Regions from separate parts of the Sus scrofa genome. Here regions 1 and 3 are each linked to region 2. Evidence: chromatin contacts called from public Hi-C and HiChIP or PLAC-seq data. All regions are on one chromosome and are shown on one strand. The core of a region is the stretch at or near the end of the contact, and the rest is flanking DNA. Distances in the headings are between cores, read along the strand shown.

What was found. A called contact is a pair of places that touch in the nucleus more often than the background predicts. HiChIP or PLAC-seq counts read pairs in DNA pulled down with a chosen protein or histone mark.
Region 1: an H3K27ac HiChIP or PLAC-seq map of skeletal muscle shows a contact between it and region 2, with 4 times the contacts expected there. The contact joins two enhancer-like sites. A contact is called at or near these places in 1 of 47 Hi-C or Micro-C datasets (skeletal muscle) and 1 of 2 datasets of contacts at active chromatin or transcription factors (skeletal muscle).
Region 3: a Hi-C map of skeletal muscle shows a contact between it and region 2, with 16 times the contacts expected there. The contact joins two enhancer-like sites. A contact is called at or near these places in 1 of 47 Hi-C or Micro-C datasets (skeletal muscle) and 1 of 2 datasets of contacts at active chromatin or transcription factors (skeletal muscle).

The regions. Positions count from the first base shown.
Region 1 is chr6:9,323,430-9,326,730 of Sscrofa11.1, forward strand. The region is part of intron 8 of WWOX (WW domain-containing oxidoreductase); the gene reads right to left. Among named protein-coding and RNA genes, the nearest start is that of WWOX, 550 kb to the right of the region's middle. Within about 2 kb of position 1,917, at least 11 of the 83 cell types and tissues checked have an H3K27ac peak or open chromatin away from gene starts, as enhancers often do. A contact at or near this core is called in skeletal muscle, where this site is marked.
Region 2 is chr6:8,534,005-8,537,572 of Sscrofa11.1, forward strand. All of the region lies in intron 2 of MAF (transcription factor Maf), which reads left to right. Among named protein-coding and RNA genes, the nearest start is that of MAF, 67 kb to the left of the region's middle. Within about 2 kb of position 2,112, at least 2 of the 83 cell types and tissues checked have an H3K27ac peak or open chromatin away from gene starts, as enhancers often do. A contact at or near this core is called in skeletal muscle, where this site is marked.
Region 3 is chr6:9,453,730-9,457,195 of Sscrofa11.1, forward strand. The region is part of intron 8 of WWOX (WW domain-containing oxidoreductase); the gene reads right to left. Among named protein-coding and RNA genes, the nearest start is that of WWOX, 420 kb to the right of the region's middle. Within about 2 kb of position 1,877, at least 3 of the 83 cell types and tissues checked have an H3K27ac peak or open chromatin away from gene starts, as enhancers often do. A contact at or near this core is called in skeletal muscle, where this site is marked.

The DNA of each region.
Region 1 (3,301 bases), core at 667-3,166, 790 kb after region 2:
TCCATTCATTCACTCATCAAAAATGCACTGAGGGCCACTCTGCCCAAGGTCTGGTAACCTTTGTACTTCGGGACCTCAACCCGGATCCCAGGACACAAAGGGCACTGAGCACGTGTCAGATGCAGGGATGGATCGGGACCAGGGAAGGAAGAGCTGAGCCTGTGGAGAAAGTATACTTCTGCCACCCTCTAGGTCTGCAGAGCCCCTGTGTCCCAGCCAAGTTCAATACTCCTTGGGGCAGATGGACCTGGGGCTTCCTAGGCCACCATGCACCGCAGCTGCCCTGAAGGAGGGCTCTGAGGGCTACAGGGGCTCCGAGACCCTAGGAGGCTCAGCCTCAGAAGGACACAAGAGACCAAGGATGAGCCCCTCCAGTGACAGTGGGGAAACCGGGCTGAGAGAAGGGTCACGGGGCTAGGACTGAGCTCCGGGATGTTGACTAGCCTCTGCCCAGCTGCGCCCACAGCACCTCCCCTTAAGCTGGGCAACACTCGTGAGCTGATGCTCTAGGGAGGAAGAGACGGCCAGTGAAGGAGGAACGAACGCATCCATAGAGCGCTCTAAGTGCTCGGCAGGAAAGAACCAGCGTGGGCTGGGAGGGACGGGGGTGAACCAACGCCCCCACTTACTCATCTTGCTTAAGCCTCTCTGAGGTGCAACACCTCGTGTGTACACGGGGAGGCTAATGAGAGTACCTGTGTCACGGGGCTCTAACGAGATGCTGACGACATAGTCTCGCGTAGAATGGGAGCGCTTTGTCAATAGTGAAATGACAGTGATTATATTGCTTTTATTTAGATAGAGGGGTCAGGGTCGGCCTCTGAGGACGTGATCTTTGAACTGAGTCAGAAAGATGAGACAGCATCATCAAGAGGAGCAAGGTGTGCAAAGGCCTTGAGGCAGGTGCAGGCTGTGTGCGTTTGAGGAACGGAAAGAAGACTGGACTGGCTGGAGGGGACAGGGCAAGACTGGGCATGGTGTGAAATAAAATCTGCAAGGTGGGCAGGACTCCAGGCCTGCAGGACAAGCGAGCCGGGTACAGAGCGTAGATTTTTATCTTAAGTAGAGCGCCGAGCCACTGGGGTGTAAGGGCACAGCTGATACAATACTGCTGAGTAACAAGCAACCCTGAAACCTCAGGAGTTCACAAGACCACGTTTCTTTCTCTCCTATGCTGGGCTCTGGGCTGGTGGGGAGGGTTGCCCAGCATGAGCTGGGCTTGGCTGAACTTGGTCCCCAGTGGAAAGTCAGGTTCAGGTCTTCCTTACCTTTCTCATTCGGAGGCTCCAGCTGCAGAGGCACCGGACATGAGAAAAGTGCAAGGGGCAAAAACCCAGTCATGCAGCCCATTTCGAGACTCCGCTCGCAGCGTGGTAGCACAGATTCCACGGGCGAAACAAAGTCACATGACCTGCTCCTGGAGCAAGGAGGTTCGTCCCACCCATCACGACGCCCTGGCCAGGGTGGTGGTCAGATATGGGAATCTCCTGCTTTTTCAAAGTCTTATGCCACCTTCCAGAAGACCTGTATTAGTACCTGTGTCCTCTAGCTGAGAGAAATCCCAAGAGGATATGGAACACAAACGCGAAGCGCACACGCGACGCTCAGGGTCTGTCTGGCAGAGAGCCAGTGGAGGCAGCAGGTGCCGCACCGTCCAGGCTCCTTCCCCGGAACCACACTCAGCATCGCAGCGCCAAGCGCGGCAGCCTTGGACTGTGTCTGTGAGCTTGTCCTGTGCAGCCTTTAGCAAGAGGTGTCCTGAGGTACCTGCTTCCGCATTTTCGCCGTCGGAGTTTACGAGAGTTTCCTGGGAATCTCTATGTTCGGAGAGTGGGAGGCAGAGCCACAGAGCCCGAGGTACCCACGGCGCACAGCAAACACGGTGAGCGGGCCAGAGCCTGGCAGAGTTGTGACTGTCACCACTGTGAGCACCATCCCTTTCCCCACAACTCTCAGCACCAGCTGGACTCGGCCCCGTTTTTAACCAAAACAAGTCAGCGTTCCGCTGGACCCCACTTTGAAGAGTCGCCAAATGGCCCATGGGCTGTCCGATCAGAAGGAAGGGATGCCCTTGGACAAATCACAGGCTGGTCCGTGCCATCTCAGCACTGGCCTTCTGGAAACTTCCACCCTTCTCAGAAACAGCCCTCCTGGGTTCTGCTTGAGAGAAGAAACACGATCTGGGCCTGCCTGGGAGCCTCCTCAGCCTTGGCACTGGGCTCAGCCTCACGGTGGCTCAGGGAGGCAACAGGAACTGTTTGCATCCCCTGGCAGGGACCTGGAAGCTGCACATGCCTCGCTGGGTTCAAGTACAACGTCTTTCGTGAACGGCACGACCGGGCATCGCCTGGTATATTTTACCTGCGATCCAGCCCCTCTACCCAGCCTCTGCTCTGGCCTTGGAACTACATGAAAGGGTTAAAAAGAGAGCCAAAGAGAGAGAGAGAGGAGGAGAAATAGATGGGGAGGGTGTGGCAGTGAGGGGGTGGGTGTCCATGAAAATTTATGTGCTGAAAAACAGCTGTAAAACGTTTACTGTTTCAATGACGGTTTTATGTTTACAATAAAAAGTCCTCCAGCCAAGCAGGGCTTTGAAATGTTACATCTCCAAGCGGATCCAAGAAAAAGAGGCTCTGGGAGAAGATTCCCGCAAGCCCCTCTCTGGGGAGGGACCCCCAAACAGGACCATTAAAAAGAGGTCCCCCCAGATGGCACCTTTCAGCACCTGGCTCAGCTGTGCGTGAGCAGGGGGAGAAAGGCCAGGATACACAAGCAGGAAAAATAAGCTCGTTTTTTTCAAAGCCAAGTACCCGTGGCGAGAAGCCCTGGAAACTCAGGCTTTGGAAGGGGGTGGCGGAGGGACTGGGGGAGGGAGGATGGCCAGCTCAGCCAAAGCTGGCTAAAAAATCTGACTGCGATCCATCAATCACTAACAGGAACTGATCGAGTGCCATGAAGGCTGACTTCTTCCAGGAAAGAGCCTGGGGGAAAGGACTTTGGCTTTGACAAAGAGACGCAGGTTCAAGTCCAGACTCCACCCTGACCTGGCTCCATCTCCTAAGGTAAGTTCTTTGTCCTCTCAGGCCCTTAGTTTCTTCCTCAAGAAATTCCAAATGGCAAGCATTGTTGGCCCCCTTGGAACAAACGGTTATGTGCCAGGGGGGCAGGGGCAGGCAAGGCGCCAGGGAGGCTGGGGCTGGGGTGGATCGGATCAGGGCAGGCTGTGAGCATGAGGTGGAAGGCGGGGGCTGTTAAAGCTTTGGGAAAAATGTGAGTTTTGTTCTCTGCTCAATGGATGACT
Region 2 (3,568 bases), core at 862-3,361:
CCAGCCCACTGTCCATGGAAGAACCTACACTCAGATTGATTTTTTTTCCCTCCAGGTGTAGGCTCCTTTTAGACAGTACCTGAAAAGGAGCTGGTGACTGGTCACTCGTCTTGAAGGTGGACACTATTGGCCGTATTTTGTAAATTGCAGGTCTTAGGGATATAGGGCATTGCATGTAATGTATCAAAACCTATGTGGTTATGAGTGTTGAGTTAGTTTTGTAGCATTGCATTCCAGGAATCATTCTGGCACTTTCTCAGAGTGAGACATAGTCTTTTAAATCCAGATGCCCAACTGGCCTGACACCTTGGTTTCCAAGAGGAAAACCACAAGGTAAAGTGGTGAGATAAAGGGGGACACACACAGAAAAAGAAGCAGCAGCATGCACGGCACTTAACTTTTTCTTTTAACTCAAAGAAAAATAACAATAATAAATCCCCCTCGGATGCAGTGTTCATTGGAAGACATACATGACATACACTTTCAAAGCTTAGGAATAAGAGCTTTTCTGTCTGTCGTCCAGTTGGACTTCAAGAGCCGTCTTTGAACCGGTCACCTCCCCAAGTTGATTCTGGTCTCTTTCCTCCAAGGGTTGTCATTTAAAATGGATCTCGAGGCCGAGAGCGCACCTAAGAGTAGGGTATAAGGAGGGTGGCAGCGAGGACCCCAGGTGAGCCGAGGGTGTGGAGAGCAGGGTGCCTGCGTTTCCCACGCCTGGCCCATCCCTCCCCTGTCTTATGTCCCCTCTCTTCCTGCGTTCTCCTCCGGGGAGGTGGACGGGGGCCGTGGCCTGGCCTGACCTAGTGCACCCGGTTTAGCAGGCATTGTGTGGGTGGCAGGGAAGGCGGGAGAAGGCTCTGTCTGAAGGGAGGACACTCTGGGATTTGAAAATTCATTTCTCCACGTCCCCATGAGCAGAGTTAATCACCCAGGAGGCCGCCCCGAGGTTGCCGGAGCTGCAGGCCCACGTGGAAGGACAGGTCACAGCCCGTGGGGAGCGGATCACCGTCCCTTTTCCTTCTTGCTCCGTTTCTGGAAGCTTCAGCTGCGGACGCAAGATCAGGTTCTGCGCTCCACGGGCACTGGAGCGGTCTGAGCAGATGGCCTGCGCTCTTCCCACACTTCTCCTGGGTCTATTTCTCGCATCAGAGAGGGCACGTCTGATTCAGCTGAAGCGTTTAGGGCTGGTCATTCACCAGAAGACCAGATTCCTAATTACAGGGATTTCAAGCAGCAAGTTCTAATATGCGGAGTTTTTTTTCTTTTTTTTTGAGCCCATCCCTTGACCTTTCGTTTTTGATTCAGCTGTGTAGAAAACAGAGAATCTGTGAGAGAGCCGGAAACCACATTCGATGGGCCCCTCACATGAAAAAGTGATTTTTAGACACAGAAATAAAACATAGGTCCAAGGCCAGCACGTTACCCCCCTTTAAAAGTATCGGCTTCTCTTCTGTTGATAAAAAAGATGACCCTTTGAGGAATAGATAAATAATTTCTTGGCGCATGTTCTTGGTCCATGTCTCCAGTTTAACTTTTACACAAAGAGACCAGTGACGAGAAGATAAATATAGAGAGAAAAGAAAGAAACTAAGACACTAAGTTATCCCAAAGGGCATTCCTGTGTTAGTCATCTTATAAAAATTATATGTACCACAGAATATCTATTTTTAGAGGCCAGGAGGTTATGTGAAGCAGTTTAGATGTCGGCAGAGACCCAGAGGCCAGCTCCCAGTGATGATACTGGATATTTAGATATTTGCTTTCTTTATTTTAACTCTGCAAAGCTGGTACCGACCACATGGCTGTGTTGGCCACTTGGGGCAGCAAGACTGGACCATGTGCTTCTTCAGAGATATCCGAGGTTCTAAGTGATGCTTTTGTGTTATTTTTGCCCATCTTCTTGCCCTGGTTAAAACACACACACACACACACACACACACACACCACACACACACACACACACACACACACCCCCCACACACACACACACGCAGGAGGTCAGTATGCACCTTCTCTATTTTTTCTTTTGGCTGCCCCGAAGCCTGTGGAGTTCCTAGGCCAGGGATCAGATCCCAGCCCTAGCTGTGACCTAAGCTACAGCTGCGGCTACACCCGATCCTTAATCCACTGTGCCAGGCCAGGGATCTGACCGGTAGCTCGGCGCTCCCAAGATGCTCCCAACCCCATTGTGCCACAACGGGAACTCCCACATTCTCTGTTTTAACACCCAGCAGAGGCCTCTTTCAGGAGAGGAGAGGGTGGCCCCAACTCTTAGGCAGTTACAATTCAACTTTTATTAAAAGCCTAAAAGAGCCAGAGAAGAGACTCGTCCAAATGATCTGATGAGGAAACTCTATTTCCACTGTTTCTCGTGAGTTAAATCCTGCCTGAGCTTGTAGAGGCCAGATTATCTGTGGCTTCTCTTCAGAGCCGAATACACTCACTTTAACTACTGAGCAGCTGAAAATCTGTTGGATTTAGTGCTTCAGGCTGCAGGGAAAGGCACCAGAAATGCACCAGCTTCTGTCTGCCTGCATGTTTGCTTTTGTGTTACTTTCCTTCATTCGGTGCAGCTCTGATGCAAGCTGCCTCTCAAGGTGCAACTCTCATTTGCCCCAAAGACTCGTCTCCCTGTGGCTCAGGCTGGCGCTGCCACAGGCGACACGCTGGAGCATGGCGGTGACACAGCCGCACGTCCAAGGCCCCCTCCCTTCCCCTCAAACGGCCGTTGGCCTGTTTCTACTCCACACTCCATGCAGGTAATCGGAGCCGGCTAGCGCTGGAGAAGGTACCCGAGTAGCCCAGAAAGGCTCCCTCTGTGCTGCTCGGGGATGCTGGCCAGATTTAGCAACTGAAATCACAAGGCGCCCAGTTCCATGTGAATTTCAGATAAATGACAAGTACATTTTTAGGATAAGTGGGCTCAATGTGATATCGAGACTTATCCTAGTAATTGTTCACTGTTTATCTGAAATTCACATCAAACTGGGCGTCCTGCGTTTGACCTGGTGTACCCTGGGGAACCTTCCTTAGGGGCATCTGTATGGGCTCCAGGCTACCCAACCCCTCTCCCACCCCAGGGCACGCAGCCCTTAGAAAACAGAAGAGGACAGCACACACCCTAGATCCCTGGTGCTTTTCTTGTCTGTAAGGGGACCTCAAGGTTTCCTGGTTTAAGAAACGACTCCCACAACCCTTTTAGGGACAAGAGAAGCAGCACATGGGAGCTGTTTTCCCCCAACTCCACTGCTGTCCTTTAATTTAATTTTTGCAGCTGGAGAGACTTGCCTTACCCCAAATGCTCAGGCAAAGCAATACATGATTCTAACAGCTCTGTAGCCCTAGATTGAAAATGGTTCATGATGGTAACTATCTTTCATCTGGTGTGTTCAGAGTGTCTGCTTTAACTCTGTTGCTCCTCCAAACACTGGGTACAGCAGAAATTCTAGGAAAATGGATCTTGGGGAGTTGCGACTTTACCCAGAGTCTTATAGCAAACTCCCAGCTGGGCAAGTCTTGGATGGACCTCCTAGTTTCTCCTCCAATGGGCCTTTCCACACCCTAGTGC
Region 3 (3,466 bases), core at 627-3,126, 920 kb after region 2:
TCTTACAATTAGCACGTGATAGGTACTAAAAATGCGTAATAACTGTATGGGGAAAAAAATCACTTTGTTTTCCTTGACGCTCATGCCCGTGATATTTCTGACAGCAGAGGAGCAGGGTCTGTCTCACACTGACCAATTCGCTGAGACAGGCTGGGTGTCCTGCGACCCGCTCACTTCCAACACCAACGGGACTCAGAGCAGACCCCTCGGGGGACCGGCTCAGTCCTACGGGGCTGCCCCACTTCACACGGCCATCTCAAAGGCTGGGCCCCCTGGCCCCCCTAGACTTCTGTCTCAGATCCAAGTCGAGGTTCCCAGGACCTCCTCTCGGGTGCTGTCACCTGCTAGAGTGGTTCATGTAACCAGGGCAGCCAGATTCCTCACTCTTGCCATTGATTACAAAGGCTATTGTAATGGGTGCAAATGAAAGGTCTGATCAAAGAGACACACAGCATCAGGTCTAGAAGGATTCTCAGCACAGGAGCCTCTCTGTCCCTGGGCAGTGACGGGTGTCACCCTCCCAGCTCACCAATGTCTTCACCAACCTTTGGTGCAGGGATTTCTCTGAACCCTATGACGCAGGCATTTTTAGGGAGGCCTCACCATGTGGGCCACATGGATTATTAATTCAACGTCCGGCCCCTCCCACTTCTCCAGAAAGTGGAAGGCGAGGCTGAAATGTCCAAGCTTCTTATCATGACTTGGACTTCCGGGTGACCAGGAGCTCACCAGCAGGTGCCTCACTAGGACCAAAGATGCTTCTATCGCCCAGAACATTCCAGGGGTTAGGCGCTTCCTGTCAGACATGCCTGTCACTAAGGAGCTTACAAAAGTCTCAGAAGCTGTGTGTCAGGAACTAGGACCAGGAGACTAAATATTAACAGGAACCAGGGGGGAAGGCAATATAAGTAATTCTTTTTCACGATATTATTTGACTACGAAAAAATTAAGGGAAGAAACCTGGTCTCACCTGTCCACTCAACACATCAGGGAAGTGGGGCTCAGAGAGTCCTATTCTGGCTCAGGCTGCCCAGAGCAACTACTCATAGGTGGGCCTGGACCAAACCTCCGACCTTGACAGGTGCAGCCAGGACAGGAACACAGAAGACGACAGAAATGCCAGACGGTGAACCACAGCACAGAACCCGTGGAATGTGCCCAAGGTGCATGGGCACCGGAAATCTGCCCATCTGAAGGGTCCAGGGGGAGGGCAGGGGAGCCAGGCCTCAGGGAGGGAGCCAGGGCTGGGCTACACAGGAAGAAAGACTGCCGTGTCAGGTGACTCTACAGCCACTTATGTCAAGGAGTCCTGGGGAGCCCACCGTGCTTGGCCAAGAGGAGGAAAGAATGGGGGAAGCTCCCATCGTGGCTCAGTGTGTTTTTAACTCCACTAGTGTCTGTGAGGATGTGGGTTGATCCCTGGCCTCGCTCAGTGGGTTGGCTGCCGTGAGCTTTGGGGTAGGTCACAGACACGGCTCGGATCCGGCATTGCTGTGGCTGTGGCCGTCAGATGCAGCTCTGATTTGACCCCTAGCCTGGGCACTTGCATATGCTACAGGTGCAGCTCTTAAAAAAAAAAAAAAAAAGAACAGGGAAAACAGGGGTGTCCTGGGAGGCCAGGGCCGGTCTGACCTCATACCAGGCCCCCTTTGCCAGCAAAAGACCTGTGCGGGGGTTGCCACGGGTGTTTCCAAGTTTGGAGAGTCAGGCAGGGGCTGATGAGTAAGCCCTATAACTAAGAGGCTGGTCTCCAAAGAGACAGAAGGTTCTCGCCTGGCAGCAATGGCCTCCATTCAGCTCGGGATCCTACCTCGGGGGTGGGGCTGCTGCCAAGGCCTGGTCTCCTCTTGGCCCTAAATAGATCACCATTTGGCCTGAGCTTGCAGAGAACTTTTTATGGGCCACGCCACTTAAGCTGTTCCTGTGGTCAGAAATAGCCCGGGGCTGGTCAGAACCACGACCTTATAAATTTGATGCTATATTTAGTTCTCACGGACACGGCTGAGGAATTTCTTTTTAGGTTCAGGGTTTGAGTGATGGATCCCTACACTGCCTATGAACCAGCCCCAGCAGAATCGTGAAGCGGGCCAGCGGTCATCTCAGCCTTTCTCCACCTGCAGCCCCTGCCCGGGCACCTGGCTTGCTGGGGAAACCAACTCCGCGCTTTGGCGGGAGGAAAACTCTCAAAGGCCAGCGAGTTCTCTCTGATGAGTTCTCCTGCAGTATCGCTGACTCGCACTGGGGGTACCTCGATAAAGGGCGCCCCAGCCATGTCATCGCATCGCCCTTCAGCGCAGGGAGCCCCTCCAGCCTGGCAGAGGGTCCCCTCCCGCCCCATCAAGATCGGTGCCCTCAGAGGGGACCGCTTTTCTGATTCCTCTCCCGTGAAGCGTCTCAGCTGCTTGCTTTTGACCTTCGCGTTAGTGGATTCAGACTCTGCCCCTTTTCAAGTGTCTAGCTTCTTGTTCACTCAGCTCTCAGCCTGGCTCCCAGACTCTACGAGGTCTAGCAAACCAGCCCCTCCGCTCACCTGTCTGGGGCTTATCCTCATGTTTAATGCTTGTGCCGCCAACTCGGCGAGTGGGGATCACCAATTCCGTTGAATTGAGGCGCAAGTGCTCAACGTGAGCAGCTGGAAAATCCAGAGGCTGGACATCAGGATCCTGGGACCGTGGCTTCAAGGGTTTGGACGCCAGTCCTTCCTCTTTCTCTGGGCCCACGTGCTTCTGCCGCTTGACTCCAGGGTTGGGACTTAGCCACAACCCCCCCCCGCCGCCCCCGCCAGCGCCTGACACGCTGTGTGTAGCCAGAAATACCAGCTACGGTGATGCTCCGATGAAGGTGAGGCTGGTGAGGGTGCCAGGCCTCGTGTTACCGGTGGGGAAGCAGAAAGGACCGAGACAGACACAGGCCAGGGCCTCGGGGACCGGGCAGCCTGGTACAAAGTCCCTGCATTGACACCTAAGTAACTCTAACGGGAACCTGTGCTTCTGAAGGGAAGGGATGACCTGCTTCAGGCCACCGGGCACCGGGCCGCTCGGATGACATTCCCGCAAGGGTGTTCTTCTCTTCAGCTGCCGGGGGCTGGGTACCTGCGCAATGTCGCAGCACAGCAGTTACTGAAGGGGCCTCCGATACGCCCCCCGAAAGGAATGCAACACTAACCAGCTTTGCTCTAATAAAGCTCCTCACCTGAGAGGCTCAATTACATCTGCAGTGGACTCTCTGCAGAAAGAGCATTTAAAAGGCAGATTCGCCCTTGACTCCTGACTCTGCATGTCAAAAGCACTTAACTCAGAAACCTGGGGATTACCACCACCGTGGGAGCAGGACCACCCCTGCCTGAGGCTCCGACACCACAGGCACCTGCACTGTCATTCTGTTATCACTGAGTCACCTGCAGCTTGGGAAGATGAGCATGGGACCCTGGTATTTCCAGGTGTCCTCTCAAGGACTGGCTGCCAAG